Regions from separate parts of the Mus musculus genome. Here all the other regions are linked to region 3. The links are chromatin contacts, called in public HiChIP or PLAC-seq maps. All regions are on one chromosome and are shown on one strand. The core of a region is the stretch at or near the end of the contact, and the rest is flanking DNA. Distances in the headings are between cores, read along the strand shown.

The links. HiChIP or PLAC-seq counts read pairs in DNA pulled down with a chosen protein or histone mark.
Region 1: a contact with region 3 is called in an H3K27ac HiChIP or PLAC-seq map of embryonic stem cells, with 2.0 times the contacts expected there. The contact joins the promoter of Susd3 here to the promoter of Iars in region 3. A contact is called at or near these places in 1 of 39 promoter capture datasets (cranial neural crest) and 1 of 115 datasets of contacts at active chromatin or transcription factors (embryonic stem cells).
Region 2: an H3K4me3 HiChIP or PLAC-seq map of the 230-238 cell line shows a contact between it and region 3, with 17 read pairs. The contact joins the promoter of Fgd3 here to the promoter of Iars in region 3. A contact is called at or near these places in 3 of 39 promoter capture datasets (the 3T3-L1 cell line, the C10 cell line and neural stem cells), 2 of 115 datasets of contacts at active chromatin or transcription factors (the 230-238 cell line and memory CD8 T cells) and 1 of 9 other capture datasets (adipose tissue).

What each region holds. Positions count from the first base shown.
Region 1 is chr13:49,246,218-49,249,692 of GRCm38.p6, reverse strand. Susd3 (sushi domain containing 3) reads left to right here and starts at 1,399. Exons shown (of 5, transcript NM_025491.4): 1 at 1,399-1,648. The coding sequence starts at 1,561.
Region 2 is chr13:49,306,924-49,310,487 of GRCm38.p6, reverse strand. Fgd3 (FYVE, RhoGEF and PH domain containing 3) reads left to right here and starts at 1,280. Exons shown (of 18, transcript NM_015759.2): 1 at 1,280-1,307.
Region 3 is chr13:49,680,473-49,684,308 of GRCm38.p6, reverse strand. Iars (isoleucine-tRNA synthetase) reads right to left here and starts at 2,179. Exons shown (of 34, transcript NM_172015.3): 1 at 2,106-2,179. Gm25394 (a small nucleolar RNA gene) reads right to left here and starts at 8; the gene lies at 1-8.

The DNA.
Region 1 (3,475 bases), core at 150-2,649, 430 kb after region 3:
CCCGAGGTGGGTGGAGGTGGGTGCTAGTTGTTGATGAGCTGACTCACCCTGGATGGTAGAACTGCAAAGTGGTCAGATCCCAGGCATATAACCAACTCCTCTCCTCCCCTCTAACCTACCATCAGGAAGTTAATCCTTGTGCTTTCCCATGGACAGCTCTTTTTTTTTTGGGGGGGGGGGGAGGGAGTTTTTTTCGAGGCAGGGTTTCTCTGTGTAGCCCTGGCTGTCCTGGCACTCACTTTGTAGACCAGGCTGGCCTGAAACTCAGAAATCTGCCTGCCTCTGCCTCTGCCTCCCAAATGCTGGGATTAAAGGCGTGCGCCACCACCGCCCCGGCGCCCTGTACAGCTCTTATCTGAACCTTTTACCCATCGACAATGGAATGTTAGGGCTTGAGTCATTGTGAAAGGTTTTGGGGGTGAAATTCTCATTTTTTTTTTCTATTGAGTAGAGACTAAAGAACCAAGAAAACAAGAGCTGGAAGGATAGCTCAGCAGTAAAGAGCACCTGCTGTTCTTGCATGTGATCTGAGTTTGGTTTCCAGCACCCACATGGTGACACACAGCCAACCACTGGCATGCAGAAGGCACACATACATGCAGGCCAACCGTTCATGCATAAAAGTAAAATAAATCTAAAGAAAAAAAGGATGCTCCCTGGAGACTTTGAAGAGCTCTGGCCCCACCTCCTGTATGATGAGACAACGTGGATCTGTGGTTCTGTGGAGTTCTATCTGTAGTGCTTTGTTCTGTAAGCCTAGGAAACATCCCCACCCTAAATAACTGTTGGTCAGCGCTGCTGAACATTGGGGGAGGGGGAGGGGGAGGGGGAGGGGGGAGGGGCGGCACTGAGCCACACGATGGTGGTAGGTGCCTCCCCCCCCCCACGTCCTTCACAGCTTCTACCCACAAATCAAGGACACTTTAAATCCCTCTAAGTCCCATCCCTGAGCCTCCAGGCAGCTGCTCTCCACTGGCAGACAGGGATCTCTGGCTATGTGGCCAGGAATTCTGATATCTCAGAGTATGGTGGGGGTGGGGTAGGAGAGGGGTTGGTATCACAGTGGGGTCTGTGGATGGACCTGCCTTTCACGATGCAGCAGACCGGACATAAGCTTGATTTCAACTTTAGGACATTAAAGAAAGTCACATCACGCGTGACTCGCAAGTTCAAGTGAAAAGGAGACATTAGGGGGTGCTACCAACCCTGACTCCAGAAGAGAATGAGGAGGCTGTCACTCTCCAAGGTCACCTGCCTGGCCCTAGAGTCCAAAGGTGAGTCGGGAGAGGAAGGGTGTGCAGAAAGACGGCTCTAGCTCAAAGGCTTACTTCGAGGCGATCAGCCTGGAGGCTCCCCATTCTCTGCCCCTCCAGGTGTCCAATCCCACTTCTGCCACCCAGTGCAAGGGGTTGGCGGGACCGGACTAAAGTTCAACTCTAGCGTCTTGGAGGGCGCGACCTGGGTGTGGCTAGAGACAGCCACGCCTTCCAACGACCCGCCCCTCAATTAAGTCCCGCCCCCACCTCCGCAAGCTCCACAGAACACTGCGGAGCGCTCAGGATGCGCCGAACGTCTGCGACCCTTCGGGGCCGAGCGAGGCCGCGGTGGCGTGCTGGGAACACAACGCCTGTCCCAGTGAACCAGACAGGTGAGGGCTAGGGCCGCAGTTCTCAGTGCCCTCTTCACCGACGGAGAAGTAGAGGGGCGAGGGGCTGCTGTGCTGGGGACCCTGTCCAGGAAGGGGGCGTGCATCGCACTGCCAGGGCCTTCTCGAGAACGAACTTTCTTCTTGACTTCCCGCCGATCCAGCGGGCGACCCCAACTGAGCCGAAACGGGGCGGCGAGCGGCCCGAAACCAGGCGGCGGGCACCTCTTAGCGTTTGCACGGATTCGGCGACGGTCGCCCCGCGCAGTCCCAGGTGCCTGCGGAAGTCGGAGCCGGCTTCACCTGGCGGGGTGTGCGGCCCGGGGTTGGAGGGAGTCATGGAAATGTCTTCTGGGTTGCAGAGAGTTGTTATCATCTTTGTTGATTACTCCAGCCACACTTTACCAAAGGGAAAGTGAGCCTGTGATAGAGGAGATGGGAGGTTATCCAGCAACCAGGACCCGGGCTGCATCTAGGCTGTCAAAGGTCAGAGGTCTCCGGGAGGAGGGAAAATGGTTGTTAAGTGTGCCGAAGAGGGTTCTACACTTGATCTTAGCCAAAAGGGCGAGAAGCGATGCTGATGTCAGCTTTGCTAACTCTTAGAAACACCACCAAAACCACATTCCTCCCAAGAGCTCAGTCCTGCGCATCCAGGAGGTTTCCTGCCTCTGTGGAGGGCTTAGCTGCATTGCACTGGAGGAAGCTGAGGATCTGTAGGCACATTGCCCTCACCCTAGAGCAGTGCTTCTCAACCGTCATAATGCTGCGACCCTTTAATACGGTTCCTCGTGCTGTGGTAACCCCCAACCATAAATTTATTTCCATTGCTGCTTCATAACTGTAATCCTGCTAGTTATGAATCCTATTGCAAATAACTGTGTTTTCTAACGGTCTTAGGAGATCCCTGTGAAAGGGTCGACTGACCCCCAGGTTGAGAAACCTTTAGTGGGTTTGATCCGTTTGATACCATCCCATCGTGCCAGCCCATTGCTGGCCCCACAGGTGTGGCTAGTTTTAGCTTTCTAATTGTTACTCCACAGGAGCGCCTTTGTGTTAGAAGAGGCTAACTCTGGGCCTGGTACTGCTGGGGGGAAGGGGGGACATGCTTGTGAGTACCTTCTGCATAGTAGTCTGGAGGAGTAGGTGTCACCAGCTAGAAGTGGATGGCCTTGCCTAAGGTTATCCCTTGGGGTGGCCTTGGGGCCCTGCTTAATTTGCAAACAAAAGGCTATTTGCATCGGAATCTCTGGAGAAAGTCTGAGAGTCCAGTGTCTCAGTTGTCCCTTGCCCTACCTGGCATCAGGAGGAATCCACATCCTCACAGTGTGTCCTTGGCACCCAGTTTCTAAGCATGTCCCAGGCTCCTTGTTGTAGTTCTGGTTGTAGTCCTCTCTTACTAGGGATGAGTCCCTACCCCAGTGTCTCAGTTCCCTTAGGAGATGCTAGGTGAGTGCGGTATTCCTGCCCCAAGGCTGTGGACAGGATTCCCAGAGTATAGGAGAGCCTCTTGATTAGAAGAGTCTGTGGGGCTTCCTTAGCCTGTTTAACAGGCCAGGAAGGGAAGGGAAAAGAAGGCCTGAAGCTGTGTGGAGATAGTTTGGTGTTGTCAGAAGATAATTGAGAGATTAAAAAAAATGGGGATGTGTAGTTCCCACAGTCTGTAGAATGGGCCCATTACTGAACATTCTGGTGGTCTGTGTTCTCCTGTGGGTAGGACTCCGGGCAGGACTAAGTGTGTTGTCATCTTTCCCCCCACCCCTCACTCAGCCCGGGTCTCCTATCTAGACTGGATAGAGGGTTTGGCTCTGCTCCCAGGGCAGCTCCTGAACT
Region 2 (3,564 bases), core at 31-2,530, 370 kb after region 3:
CATTTTATGGAAGAAGAATCGAGAACCTTGAGCAGTTCCATCATATACATATACACTCATGCGTGCATGTGCACATACATATACATACATATACACAGAAAATGTTAACTAGTTAAAACAAGCATTTAGAGGATTGAGCAGATGGTTCAGTCCAAGCATGAGGAAGTGAGTGCAATCCCCAGCACTCATGGGAAAAGGCTGATGGAGGCAGAGACAGAAGGGTCCCTGGCAGATCGCTGGCCAGCCAAGCTAGTCATGTTGATTAATCCCAGGGTGAATAGCAATAAATGCCAAAATAACAACAATAATAACAGTAACAACAACAACAACAATAATAATAATAATGTGGACTGCAACTGAAGAAGACATTTAGCTTTGACTTTTGGCCTCCATATGCATGCACGCACACACACACACACACACACACACACACAGAGAGAGAGAGAGAGAGAGAGAGAGAGAGAGAGAGAGAGAGAGAATTCAAGATTAGTTGATGCAATGGTGCACAGTAGCGATCCCAGCATTTGAAAGACTGAAACAGTGTAAATTCAAATGAGTTTGGACAACACAGAGAATCCAAGGCCATCCTGGACTACTTGGTGAGACTGTCTCAACAAAACCTAAAACAAACACAAAATTTAGGATAGATTAAGAAGACATTACTGAAATGGAGTCAAATTTGCAGCCTATATGCATGTTAGGCTAACCCCCTGCCCCATTATTTATTGACTTCCTGAGATAATGAGGGGACTTTCCCCTGAGGGCTGCCTGGAAGAGGCAGAGCTTAGCCCTGCTGGGGCAGTCCTCATCAGCCAGATAACCAGAAGTTCCCTCAGGTCTCTTGGAGTCACCGTGAAACAATGTCACTGGTGGGGTATGTTTCTTCCAACTTTCTGTAGTCACCAAGGTCTGTCTGGCCTGGGTCACCTGTCCCCTGATGGATCCTCTTCCCCATAGACAACATCAATCTCAGGTCTGCTCAGAGGAGCCCACCAAACCAGATGCAGGAGGTGTCTTTACTCAGTGACTTGTTAAACCTAAGCTCAGCCCTGGCTGCTACTGCAGAACCTGGTAGGGCTGAGCCAGGTCGAGTAAAAGGATTACGCTTTCGAAGTCATCCCACCACAAGCAGACCAGGCCCTTCAGGACCAGCAGACCAACCTCCTCTCACGTTGCGTCATCGCTACGGAAATGCAAATGTGCCACTGTTTTGTGACCAATATTGCAAAAATTAGAAAGAGGAAGTTGGGTTTTGTTCTTGCATGAGTTCAGCCCTGGGGGAGATGCAGACTGGTCTTGGAAGAAGGGTGAGTGGAGATTGGCTCCTGGGATCTTTGCAGAATCCTACAGTGTTTGTCTTGCGCTGTGAAGGGGCTTCGTGGCGGGTGGTAGGAGGTTACTAGAAACCAAACAGGAACCATTCAAGGGAGACAGATGTTTTCAAAGCAGGAAGTTGCTGTGGCACGGTAGCGGTGTCTCTTTTCATGCTGTTGTCTTTCAGTGGCTCGTACTGGTGAGAAGATAGGGTTGCTATGGGTGGGCATGAGAAGAGTTCGCGACTACAGAGTCCTGGACGTGCTATTGGCAGGTGGGGCACAGCTCACACTTAGGCTATGGGCAGTCTGTCGGTGACTACTGTGGTCCCTGGGAGGCTTGGGGGGGGGCACAGATCCAAGGCTGACCCCACCCAGTGTGCCTTAGTGGGGAAGAAAGCATGTCTTTTTCTGCTTAAGCAGAAGAGGTGGTCCCAGGGGATGATTTAATGGAGGCTAGGCCTTCGCATCCCATGTGGTTCTGGAATCTTCTCCAGTCTACAGTTTAGATATTAACAGATATGTCTGTCTAGCTGGGCACTGCTAGGAAAGAAAACTAAGCCCTCAAAGGACTCCTTGGGACCCCCAGGGCTTCGCCTGGGCAGCTCTGGGTAGTGGTACAGCCACTTAGGAGGCTGGCAGCCATAGAGCAGGCGCACGGCAGCATGGATAGAATGATATGATTATGATAACACTATGATACTATATGCCATGCAGAGTAAGCAGAGGCATATTTGAAAAGCCGGACTCTAGGACCTGTGGGGAGTGAGGCAGGAGTCACTGTCATTGTGGATGACAAGTCACTTGCCATTTTTCTGGGAGTCCCTGAGTGCTAGGGAGGATGAGCAGCTATAGGGGGATAGGGAGGGGACTCTGGTGAGAAAGAATGCCAGGGACAGGGTGATAGGCAGACTCTGCCTTGATTTCCCTTTCTGTAAAGTGAAGTCAGAATGATGCCAAGCCACACTGAGGTTTAGAGCTTACGCAGCTCTGCCTCATTTTAGATTGGTCCTACCTAGCCGGGGGTGGTGGTGGTAGTGATGGTAGCACACGCTTTCAATCCCAGCATTTGGTAGACAGAGGCAGGTGGATCTCTGAGTTCCAGGCCAGCCTGGTCTACAGAGCAAGTTCCACAACAGCAGGGCCACACAGAGAAACACCATCTCTTGGGGGGAAAAAAAACCAAAAACAAAGACTAAAATTGTTAGCCATTTGTGTGTGTGTGTTGAGGCATGTGTAGGGAAGCCAGAAGACAGTCTCAGATGTTATTCTCCAGGACCTGTCTATCTGGTTTTTTAGACAGGTTCTCTCATTGGCCTAGCTTGACACGTGGTTTACTGAGACTCTCCCCAGCCCCCATTTGGGTGAGAGATGAAACAGGCACAGAGCACTCTGCCAGCTCATCCCAGCCCCCCCCCCCCCGCCCAAAGTCTGTGAATGGACTAGCTGGTCCCCACATAAGCTCTCTGAGCTGATAACACACACTGTGCTTGGTTTGGGGGTGGGGCCAGCTCTGGCAAGGACAGGAGGAAGTGGTTTGTCTCAACTGGGCTGCCACAGACCCCCTGAAGCCTGCTTCTGCCCCTGCAAGGTCGCAGTGGAGACTGGCTTCTGTTTATAGAGGGATCTGCACCTCCCAATGTGCAGGGGCCTGAGAGCCACACTGAACTCTGCATACAGAGGTCGAGAGCACATTATGAGATCAGTGCTGAAATGGGCTTGTCTTCAGAAGCCTCACTGCCGAGTGAGAAACCTGGCCCTGCCGCTCAGTGATGAAAAGCAGCTCCGTGGGTTACAACAGGGACTCTGGGTATCTTGATGTGTGCTCCGGAAGTTTCTGCCGTACTGCGACTTCTTATGGGACCTGGGTAGGCTGATTGTGATCTTACACTTACAGATAGAAATTGTGATTGCTCCATTGTGTCTGTCTCCATTGTAAAGCGACTGAGAAGGAAGTCAAATCAGCACTGGGCAGATATAAAACCCAGATGATGCTGTTTTTGTGGACTGTTGTAGCAACTACAAGAAGGCTCTGAGACCGACGTGTGCCCAAAACAATGAACAAGGACAGAAGAATGCACAAAGCTGGTCACTGCTGTGGTGGCCTGTCTCTGCCTGCCTCTGGGCAGGGGGACAGACAGGGGGCAGGGACCAAGCTAGTCCAGGAAGGAAATGAGAAATGAGAAGGGCCATCGTTCACTGTGGCCACTTCCCTCTGTGTGCAGGATCCTCTGCACCCTAGATATCTCTA
Region 3 (3,836 bases), core at 930-3,429:
CACAGGGCAGTTTGGGGGGTGGGGGTGGGGGGCAGATGTGGGTGGAGAAGGGCCGGTAAAACTGCCAGGTTATGCACAGAAACCCATTTTCCTTCCACACACAATCCAAGCCTTTCTTCCTTATTTTGTAGTCCCTTCGGGACATTTTAGCTCTGCTTCCTCCTCTGCGATTTCATTTCCTTTTTGAGGCAGTCCCATAGAGTTCAGGGTGGTTTTGAACTCCTTGGGTAGCTGGGGATAACGCTGACCTTCTGATCTGGTGGCCTGTACCCTCCTGAATGTTGGGATTACAAGTGTTTTAGGTTTTTGTGTGTTTGCTTGTTATTTGTTTTGGTGAGAGCCCAGCCTGCTTCTGCTTCTGGAGTCTTGGGATCAAAGGTGTGCTGTGCACCACAACTTTCCAGCTCACAGGTGTGCTTTGGGGGGCCTGGGGCTTGAACCCAGAACCTTATGCACACAAGGCATGCACTCCAGCTACGAACCATAGTCTTACCTGACCGTTTAGCTATTTATACACTATTTCCACCAACCTTTGCTTAAGATGATCTCAACTTATCTTGACAAAGTATCCCACAATGCCATGGGTGCTGCTGCTTATGTTGACACACACCTACCATACCATCACTTGGGAGGCTGAGGCAGGAGGACAATTTGAAGCCAGGCTAGGCTCCACGGGAGAGGCATACATCATCATCTTACTTTTTACACCTGACGTCTCTTTTAACTCTGCTAAAGGGATCCACTATTCATCTCTCTAATGTGCACAGGTATTATCTGCATGTATGTTTCATGTACCATGTGTGTACTGTGTTCCACAAAAATGGCATTTCATTGTCACTCTGGGTGTCTCTTCAGAGGAACAAGTGACTAAGACATCATCATCATCAACAACAACAACAACAAAACACAAGCCAGTCAAACAGAAACGCCCCTCCACATCCACGGGGTACTGGATTCAGGATCTGTTGGAACACCCAAATACAAGGATGCTTAATTCTCTTATAAACATAGTATTAGCCTATAATTTACATGCATCTGCCGGTGTATTTTAACTAATCTTTACTTATCCTACCTAATACATTTAAATCCTAGATACACAATTGCTATACTATATTGCTTAGGAAATAATGACCAAGACATTACGTTTGTACACGTACAGTACATGTCACTACTACAGACCTAACCACATAGCATGAGCACTGGCTGGTTGAAAGCCCAGATGCAGAACTAGTAGTTAGAGAAGACCAACTCTATACTTTCTACCTATACACTGAGAAACAAAAGAGCAAGTCTCAGATACACTAGTTTGCATTCTGTGAGTTTCTCAATGATTTCGGCTTATTTCTCTAACACAGTAAAAAAGAGAACAAATTCATGAGGTTGAAAACGAAGTTATTCTCTCACATATTCATCACGCACACGTCCCAAGCCAAAATGACAACAACGACCCCCTCATCTTCTGTCCAGACAGGATAGATTTATATAAACCTTGGAGTATAATCTCTGCCCACCTTCAGTCCAAGCCTATAGGAGACCCGGATAAGTTATCTCTTCACACCTCCAAACCCCAATAGTTTGTTCTGTAGGGCCGCCAACAGTGAGCTTAAACTGCATTAGCAGATTCTGTGAGCCCAGGACAAGCGTGCAGCGCATAACCTACCTACCTTGGTACCGAGAGATAAGTACACGCGAATCCCAGCACAGTTGGGAGAAGCCCAGACTCCAGAAAGACTCCTAGGTTAGTTCTTTTAAAACACCTAACTTGGCAGTGACCTCAATCAGATTCCGATCTTCTCTCGGATACTATGTCACGCTGCATTCTCACAACTCCCTGCTCATAAGCCACCAAGGTCCCACTAAGTGAAGGGGGTACTTCTAAGGATCTCAGTCCTCCACCCAACGAGTCAGGCCAGAATCTGCGGGCAGCTCTGAGTTCTGCAATGTTACTCTCCCTCCACGAAAGCTCTCTGGAAATAGCTTTGTGCCCGCAGCTCACTCACAGTGAGAAGCAGCGTGCTCCTTTTTCACCGCCTCGTGCTGTCTGGAGGTTGTTACACGGGCGGGCCTCACTCTGCGGCCCAGAAGGACAAGAGGGTGCGGCTTACCTGGGAACCCGGAGAGCTCGCTCAGGTTGCAGCCTGCGACCACGTTCCGCGTCTGGAGGTGATGCAATACTGACAGTGCCAGGCTCAACCCCTCCGCGGCGCCCAATCAGCGTGTGCCATCCAACACCTACAAACAACACGTGTGGCGATTGGTCCGTGCATAACTGCAGAGCAGGATGGGAGCGTCCCTGCAAAGGAAGGAGAAGACGCTCCAGAGCCCTAACCCGGCAAGTCAGTGGCTACTCAATGTGGCAAAGTTTTTGCCTTCTAAGTCTTGGCCTATGAACGAGAGACACCCTTTCGTCCTGGGTCCATATGTCAGTACTCTCTCTCTCTCTCTTTTTTAAAAGGGTTTGTTTATTTGTACACAGTCTCCTGCCTGCATGTATTCGTTGTAAGCCAGAATGGTGAAAGCTTGGGGTTGAACTGGAGACCTCTGGAAGAGCAGCCAGTACTCCTAACCTCCGAGCCATCTCTCCAACCCCAGTATTCTTAAATATATGTCAATATATGTGAATATTATTAAATATATGTGAGTATATTTGAGATCTGGACATTTGACGCCATATAAAATTAGTTTAGACTCAGGGTCTCTTGTATCTCCTGCTGGCTCCGGAACTCCTAAGCAGCTAAGGAATGACCTTGAACTGCAGAACTTTCTGCCTCCACAATGGGAGTTACAGAAATGTTCCATCACGCCTGTTTTTATATGGTGCGGTGGATAAGCCGGCCATTTGTGCACCATAGCCACACACTGCCAACTGAGTTAGATTCCCAGCTGTGATGGCATCTAAAATTTATGCTACATATGAAACTTCTGACAAGTGACTCCCACAATTATTTTGGGAACAGTACATATTAACCTGGAGACTACTAACCATGTGGTAAATGGCAAGAGAAGGGAAGAGGGTCTGACAATAATCTGAACCCTTTATTGAATGTCATTGCAATGGTTCTTTTCATTTCAAAATTTTGCTTATGTATCATTACATATCTACTTAGTACCCTTCGGATCCGGCCTAGAACAAATGAGAACGTTGACACCAGTCTGTGAAAGTAAGTTTTGGCCTTGATAAATTGACAGCGTTAATTAGGTAAATAAGTGCCTATTTTATTAATGACAGAAAAACAAAAACAAAAAAACGGATTTGGCCTAAATGAAGTAGAAATCTCGGCGAGTTTTAGAACATTTTGATAACTGTTGAGTGTTTTATTCAACAGTTCTAGGCCCTATGGTGTCGAAAATTAGATGCAGTGTTTGCCTGTGCTTCTTGCTTTCTTAATTATGAGTATCCTTATTAACCAGAAATATTTGGAGTTTTTAAGCTTTGCATTCTTTAAATTGCCAATTGGTTCACCTCATGTTTATCCTCTGATCAGCGTGCAGAAATAGAACAAAGGTCCCTGCACAAAGTGAAAGAAACTTATGTACCCATAGGTAGTGTAGACTGGACCAGGCTGTTTAAAAATTGGATTGAGAAACACTATAAACTACTGTTGGGAAGTAAAGGAACAGTTCGTCTAGAAAATAGGTAATTAAAAAACTTTCGCTGGTCGTGGTAGTGCACGCCTTTAATCCCAGCACCCGGGAGGCAGAGGTAGGTGGATTTCTGAGTTCGAGGCCAGCCTGGTCTACAAATTGAGTTCCAGGACAGCCAGGGCTACACAGAGAAATCTGTCTCAAAAACAAACAAACAAACAAAAAAAAAAAAAACCAAAAAACAACAAAAA